Regions from separate parts of the Mus musculus genome. Here region 1 is linked to region 2. Evidence: chromatin contacts called from public HiChIP or PLAC-seq data. All regions are on one chromosome and are shown on one strand. The core of a region is the stretch at or near the end of the contact, and the rest is flanking DNA. Distances in the headings are between cores, read along the strand shown.

The links. HiChIP or PLAC-seq counts read pairs in DNA pulled down with a chosen protein or histone mark.
Region 1: a contact with region 2 is called in an H3K27ac HiChIP or PLAC-seq map of embryonic stem cells, with 8 read pairs. The contact joins the enhancer-like site here to the promoter of Spc24 in region 2. A contact is called at or near these places in 17 of 39 promoter capture datasets (the C10 cell line, the HPC-7 cell line, HPC-7-derived erythroid cells and 11 more), 16 of 484 Hi-C or Micro-C datasets (the 63-12 cell line, the AML12 cell line, B cells and 8 more), 14 of 115 datasets of contacts at active chromatin or transcription factors (the 230-238 cell line, DN3 thymocytes, bone marrow-derived macrophages and 7 more) and 4 of 9 other capture datasets (adipose tissue, embryonic stem cells, liver and 1 more).

The regions. Positions count from the first base shown.
Region 1 is chr9:21,668,908-21,672,604 of GRCm38.p6, forward strand. Smarca4 (SWI/SNF related, matrix associated, actin dependent regulator of chromatin, subfamily a, member 4) reads left to right here. Exons shown (of 34, transcript NM_001174078.1): 20 at 28-141; 21 at 642-749; 22 at 1,577-1,663; 23 at 3,136-3,182. Among named protein-coding and RNA genes, the nearest start is that of Gm26511, 53 kb to the right of the region's middle. Within about 2 kb of position 1,639, at least 19 of the 459 cell types and tissues checked have an H3K27ac peak or open chromatin away from gene starts, as enhancers often do. A contact at or near this core is called in embryonic stem cells, hepatocytes, liver and 1 more, where this site is marked.
Region 2 is chr9:21,758,067-21,761,714 of GRCm38.p6, forward strand. Spc24 (SPC24, NDC80 kinetochore complex component, homolog (S. cerevisiae)) reads right to left here and starts at 2,237. Exons shown (of 5, transcript NM_026282.6): 1 at 2,053-2,237. The coding sequence starts at 2,212.

The DNA.
Region 1 (3,697 bases), core at 389-2,888, 90 kb before region 2:
TGTTATAATTTACTGTCTGGCTCCCAGGTGGACCTGAATGAAGAGGAGACTATCCTCATTATTCGTCGCCTACACAAAGTTCTGCGGCCCTTCCTGCTGCGGCGGCTCAAGAAGGAAGTTGAAGCCCAGCTCCCTGAGAAGGTTGGTGTTGGCAGAAGCCACAGGTGCCATTTGTGGGGCTGTTCCCAGGGAGAGTGTAGTCAGGTGATCCTTCCCTGGACCCGCTCCATGGAATTGGAGTGGTGACTCACACCACTGTGCAGCAAAGCCAGGACCTGGGTCAGAACCGAACTTTGTCACACTCATGCTTGCTGTGTCCTTGTCCAAACTCCTGTCCACAGACAGAGGCTAGGACTCAGGTTGGATCTACTGAGTGGTATCAGTGGTGTGGGCCCTCTGCTCTATGCACCCACACTTGGCTTGCCTCTCTGGTTGACTTCACCGTTTATTTTCTGACAAGCTGTGGAAAGCCTTCCAGAATTTTGACCCAGAATCTCCTCCTCTTCCCAGATCTCCCTACTTTGAGGGCTCCTCCCTCATACCCCATGTCCTAATCAGAGTGCTGGTCACAAGGGTCCACTTGGTGGCACAGGCAACCCAGTTTAAGTTTGTATGGCCTGAGAGTGTTCTTTGCTCCACAGGTAGAGTATGTCATCAAATGCGACATGTCAGCCCTGCAGCGTGTGCTGTACCGTCACATGCAGGCCAAAGGTGTGCTGCTGACTGACGGCTCCGAGAAGGACAAGAAGGTTTGTTCCAGGTTCCTCTTTATCTATTTCACGATTGTCTAAAGGGAGAGGGTAGATGAAGAGCACCATGGGATCTGAGAATTGAATTGGTACTCTGCCCAGGAGACTTCGTTTGGCCCCATCCCTCAGGCATTCAAACAGCCACAGCTGTAATGTATCCTTTGAGGATGCTTACTAGACTGCTTTCTGGAGTTGCCCTTGTTTGAGTACCTGCCTTCCTCGAGACAGCAGGAAGCCCTGGGCTGACTGATGCAGAGTGGGAATAGTCCTATGGAACTTTACTTACCCAGCAGCCTTATCTGTCATGGCCTCTGCACCCTTCCTCTTTCTATTACTGGGGGCATCCCGACATTGGAAAGAGTGGGAGGGGGAGCCACTGCTCTCTTGGGAGCACTCAAGAGTGTCATTCTACACCTCCTCTAAGCAAGCCTGGGCTTGTCCCCCAGGGAATTACTAGTCCCTGCAATCCGTACCCAGCATCCTAGCCATGGCCTTAGGTGTGTGTCTGTTGTTCAGCCCCTTTCTTACCTGTGCGTTGGAGCATTGCGCTCCTTGCTTCCCTCCCTAGTACAGATCACTGTACCCTTCTTTGTGTAGCTGTACTGTGAGTGTGCTTACCCTTTGCTGTTTGCTATGTTTGCTTCCATTCAGTTCTTGTGCCAGTTAGTCTCTTAGGTCTTCTCAGAGAACTCCCTTCCGTAACAGGGCTACAAAGATAACCACCAGCTTGCTCTGGGCCATTCTTCTACCACCCTGCCCAATCTTGCCCACCTCCATCTTGCCCTAAAGGCAGGATTCCGTTTTGACCATCTCATGTGCCTCTGCAGGGCAAAGGTGGCACCAAGACACTGATGAACACTATTATGCAACTGCGTAAGATCTGCAACCACCCCTACATGTTCCAGCACATCGAGGTAAGGCCACAGCCCAGAGTCCTGGCTCTTGGTGGCAGAGCTAGGCTGCTTGTCCCTGACGATTGTGGCCATGTGTGTACATGTGTTAATAGGCCAGAGGTTGATGCCTTTATTATCCTCGGCTTATGCTTTAGAGGTATCTTTCATTGAACTTGGAGCTCACTAACTTTTAGACATGATGGCTAATGAGCTCCACAGATCTGTTTTTCTCTACACAGCTCTGAGGTTACTCACATCAGTCAGCAAGCCTGGCTTCTAAGTGCCAGCTATCCAGCTCAGGTTGTCATGAGTACAGCAGGGCATATCTGTCTCCTCAGTCCTTAGGATGTTCTTAAGAATGGCTAAGGAGCTGGCCATAGTTCCAGCACTCAGGAGGCAGACCCAGGTAGATGTCTGTGAGTTCCAGGACAGCCAGGCATGGTGCACTCAGGGGACAAAAGCAGATGAATCTCTTGAGTAAAGGCCAACCTGGTCTACAGAGAAAGTAGGACAGCCAGGGCTACACAGAGAAAGGAAAATCCTGTCGAAACAAACAAACAAAAAAGACTTAAGGTCTTCTCACTAGCCACTGTCTTTACACCTGTATCTGTCAAGTTTTCCTTTTTCTGGTATTTATGGGGGGTGGGGGGAGTTGCCCAGTGTAACCCAGGCCTGTGACAAGGAAACAGGTGTTCTAGTTTTGGGTGTGTACATCTCAGCTGATGTTTAGCAAAGCCATCATGGGACTGAAAATTAAAGTCTCTAGAAGTATTTGCTCAAGAGTCACCTCTAGGCTGGAGAGATGGCTCAAAGGTTAAGAGAACTGGCTGTTCTTCCAGAGGTCCTGAGTTCAATTTCCAGCAACCACATGGTGGCTCACGACCATCTCTAATGAGATCTGGCCTGTAGACACATGTAGACAGAACACTGTATACATAATAAATACATCTTTAAAAAACAGTCACCTTGTAGGTATTTTCTGCGTGTTTGGGGACTCCTCCCTTGGGAAGTGTTCCCACTCCTGAGGTTACACGTGTCTCTGTCAGGGCTTCTTACCTGCAGGTTATGAAGTGCTGATGGACAGACATCAGTCAGGTCTGTGACCACAGCCACGGTCATCATGAGTAACTGTGCTTTTGGAGAATCTCGACTCTTGCCTAAAAAGCAAGCATGTGTTAGTATTCTTAGTGTACAGTTTCAGGGTCACTCAAGACCTCTGAGTCCTTAGCGTTCCATTTCAGGGTGGTCTGAGGTGTTGACGTTGGTGCCTAATATCACATAGTCTTCTTCCCATCCTTCACAGGAAGAGCATGAGGGTTGGCATTGGTGCACTGAGTCCAAGCTGGACATCCACATCTGGACTCTGTGCCCTGCAGGCCACAGATAACTACCAGTGTGACCTCTCAGTCCTCTGCAGTAGCTGCCTGGACCATGGGCTTGACTGGGCAGTCCCTCCCTGCCTTGGCACTGATCCATCTCTTGTCCTGTTGCAGGAGTCCTTTTCTGAGCACTTGGGGTTCACCGGCGGCATCGTGCAAGGGTGAGAAGCTTCCCAGCTCTTGAGAGTGGGTAGCAGTCTGCTAGGGGGGTTATAGTCTTGTTCAGTGGCTTTGTTGCTGTGATTAGCATTTATCTGCTATCTGAGGCCTCCAGACCTAAACTCCACTGCCCACAGTGTAATGCTAAGCAGCCTCTGTTAGCCCTGAGCTTCAATCCACCCGCTCTGCCCTTGATACCCTGTGAGCACCTTTCCTGCAGCTTCAAGTGCGGGGTCCACTTCTTTTCTCTTGGGTTGTTGGGACACAGTCTCAATGTGTGAGCTAGGTATGTATGTAACTATGTAGCCCAGGGTGGCTAATCATCTTCTTCCTGAAGCAATTGGAATCTTTGTGCCTCAACCTTCCACGTGCCAGGACCATAGGTGTGTGATGCCAGACCACACTTATAGAAGTCAGTGGTGTTGGCCATGGATGCCATCTCTAGAATATCACCATTTTCCTCTTTTAGACATTCTTGAAGTTGAAGCTACATTTCCAGCCCCGGTTTTTACCTGTA
Region 2 (3,648 bases), core at 987-3,486:
AAACTCAAGAGACCCTACGCTATAAGCACTACAAAAATCCTAATAGCCGGATGAGATGCTAACAAGTCTGACGGACTGAGTTCCATTTCTGGGACCCACTTGGTAGAAGGACAGAAGTGACGCCCCTAAGTTGTCCACCATGCCCATCCTGTGTGGTGCTGGGGGTGGAAGCCAAGACTTTCTGTGTGCTGGGCAGGCCTTTTACCCACTAAGCCGCACTTGGTATCTTTTGTTTGGGAAGTAGTCTTATGTAGCTCAGGTTGGCCTCTGATCTCTGAATGGGGGGGGGGGGGTGTCGGTGTGCAGCTCCCTCGCCAGCTTCTGTTATAAACTCTATGATTTGGGGGGAGGGGATGTTGAATGATAAGATGAGGGTCTCACTGTGCTGTCCAGGTTGGCCACAAACTCCTGGGCTCAAAGAATCCTTCTGTCTTATCCTCCCAAATTATTCTACAGAAGCAGGTCACAAAGTATAGCCATCAAATTACTTAATTTTAATTATCTTATGGTATTGGGTTTGAATTTAGAGCCTCCATCACACATGCTAGGCAAGCACTGTACTACCTACGCAGAACCCACCTCAAAAGGCATGTGGGGTGGGACCTGGGTGAGGGTGACAGAGGGTTTCTCTGTAGCTAATTATGTAACTGAGGTTAGCCTTGAATTCTCAGCAGCCTCCTGCTTCGGTCTCCCAAATTCTAAGAGCACATGTTCAAGCCGCTAATGACTCATTCAAAGAAGAAACAGCAGGTTTGCGTGTGGAGGTCAGAGGACAAGCTGCAGGGGTCAGTTCTACCACCTGGCTCCCAGGAATCAAACTTAACATCGTCAGGTAGGCACCAAGTGTCTCTACCCAGTGAACCATCCTGCCAGCCCTCAGGTTTTTACTTCATTACTACTGCTTGCTCCCAAGGCCTCCTGTAGCCACATGTGTTCTCTCTGAGCTACAATCTCAGAGATAAAACTTCTCATTTTACTTTTGGTCTTCTGTCAATCAGGCTGCTTTGAATTCCTTCCAGCCTTCCATTCCTGACCCTCCTGCTTGTCTCTGGAACACTGGTCTGACAGGCCCATTCTGCCATGCCTGGCATGGAACCCAGGGTTTCATGCATGCCAGTCAAGTGTATCCCTGCCCCCTCAACAGTTTCAGGTTTCCCCCAATATCTTTGCAGAAACCCCTCCCCAGTCCCGCCCATGTTACCCCTCCTAATGATAGAAAGCATTTGTCTCCTCAGCCCATCACTGCAGTACAAATGTTATCCTGTCTCCTCTCCAGTAGGATGCCAGCCACCAAGGGACTCCTTCCCTGCTGTCACCCGAGGTCCAGCTCACGGCAGGCTCTGTTCACAAGTCTATTGGGAAGGCACGAAACTTTAAAAAATGTTCCCAGGGCCGGACGTGGTGGCGCATGCCTTAAATCCCAGCACTTGGGAGGCAGAGGCAGGCGGATTTGAATTCGAGACCAGCCTGGTCTACAGAGTGAGTTCCAGGACAGCCAGGGCTACACAGAGAAACCCTGTCTTGAAACAAAACAAAACAAAGTTCAAACAAACCTTTGACAGGGAAGGACACTGAGATGGGAGATTGCTCACACCTGTGACCAAGGCACTGAGGAGCTGAAAGGTTCTTTGAATTTCTCAGCTAAGTAGTTCTCTACTAGTCAGAGCTACATTTAAGCCTGAGTCCTGGAAAGTTAATAAAGGGTCGTGCCCTGCTAACTCTATATTTAATTACGCTTAAGTCCCTAGATGACAACCGTTGTCATGACAACGGTTTCACCGGTGGAGAAATCAAGGCTCGGGTGTGACTGCTCTCCCTCGGAAGACCCTCAAGAACGGCGAGCAGGAGTGGAGGTGGGGGCTGGATCATAAAGACTTCCAAAGGCGCCTGAGCTACGAAGTACGATCGTATAGAGTCGCGCATTGTGAGCTATGACACTTATCTGGACGCCTCTGAGCCATGGCAATTGTCAGATGGGGAAACTGAGGCCCAGGAGTACCAGCTCCCCCCGAGAAGTCCCCCGGGGCTGGGGCGCAGGGGACCGGCCCTCACCCCGAAGCTGCCGGTAGGCGCCGTCCTGCATCTCCAGCAGCCGCTCCATCATCTGCTCGTAGCTCCCGAGCAGCCGCCGCTGCTGCGCCTCGGCGCGGTTGGCCCCCAGCAGGCTCAGTAGCCAGTTGCTCACCTCCACCATGTCGCGGAAAGCCGCCATGACTGATCGCGCCGAGTCCGAACCCGCGCAAATTCGTCTCACCACGGGCCCCGCCCCCTCCCCAGAGCGCATAAGTCTCATTGGATCGTTCCTACGTCCGTCTCCTGCAGGACTCAATCAGCGAGGGGACAGAGCGCTTCGGAAGGAGCGGCCATTTTGTGGAGATCCTGTGCGAAATTTCTTCTGTCACTCAGGTGTGAGGATCAATCATCGTAGGCGGGGGAGGGGGGGGGGCGGCGGCGCGGGGGGGGGGCGTGTCACACGTGGCCAGTTTGCGATTGGCCTGGTACGCGTGCGTCGATTGTCGGGCTATGAACTCCGGGGAGAGTCCAGGGCGTTAGGAGTCTGTTGCGCATGCGTAAACTGGAAAGCTGCGCGACTCTTAGAGAAATTTGCAGGTATCAGTCGCTGCTTGAAGGGCAATGTAACGGATGGTTTATTATTTTTGCTTGTTTTTTTTTTTTAGTTTACTTTAGGAATATATTAATTATACATAAAACTGGGATTCATTGGGTTTATTTTTTTCTTGGCGGGGGTTGGGATGTGTGAGCTGTGAGATGTTGAGACTATGTAGAACTGGCTGTCCAGGAGCTCTTTGTTAGAGATCCATCTACCTCTGCCTCCTAGTGGTTGGATTATAGGAACATGCCACCACAATCATTCACCAGTCTCTATTTTTTAGGCTTATTTCTCTTTCTTTAATGTGTATGGGTAAACGTTTTGCCTACATGTATGTATGTGTCAGCAGAGGTCATAAAAGGGCATCTGACCACTTGGAGCTAGATATGGATGGTTGTGAGCCATCATGTGGTGCTGGGAGCCAAACCCTGGTTCTCTACAAGAGCATCCAATGTTCTGGGAAGGCAGAGGCAGGCAGATCCCAGAGTTTGAGGCCAGCCTGGTCTACAAATAAAGCTCCAGGAGAGCCAGGATTATATAGAGACCTTGTCTCAAAAATAAAATAAAATAAAATCTTTAAGTAGGAGTCTAGCATGTATCTAGCATGTAGCACTCAGGTGATGGGAGCTTGAGGATGGAGGTAAATTCCAGGCCAGCCTGGGCAACAAGAGCAGTGAACCCCGAAGCTGAGCATGGTGGCTCAGGAATCAGGAGCCTAAGGAAGAGGAATTGCCATTCATGGGACTCCAGAGTGCTGAGTGAATTCCAGACCAGCCTGAACTACAAAGTGAACCCTGTCTCCTTAAATACCTATACCCCAGAGCTGGAGAGATGGCTCAGCGGTTAAGAGCACTCACTCACTGCTTTCCCAGAGGTTCTGAGTTCAATTTCCAGCAACCACATGGTGGCTCACAACCATCTGTAGTGAGATCCAATGTCTTTTTTTTTTTTTTTTTGGGGGGGGGGTTTGAGACAGGGTTTCTCTGTATAGCCCTGGCTGTCCTGGAACTAACATTGTAGACCAGGCTGGCCTCGAA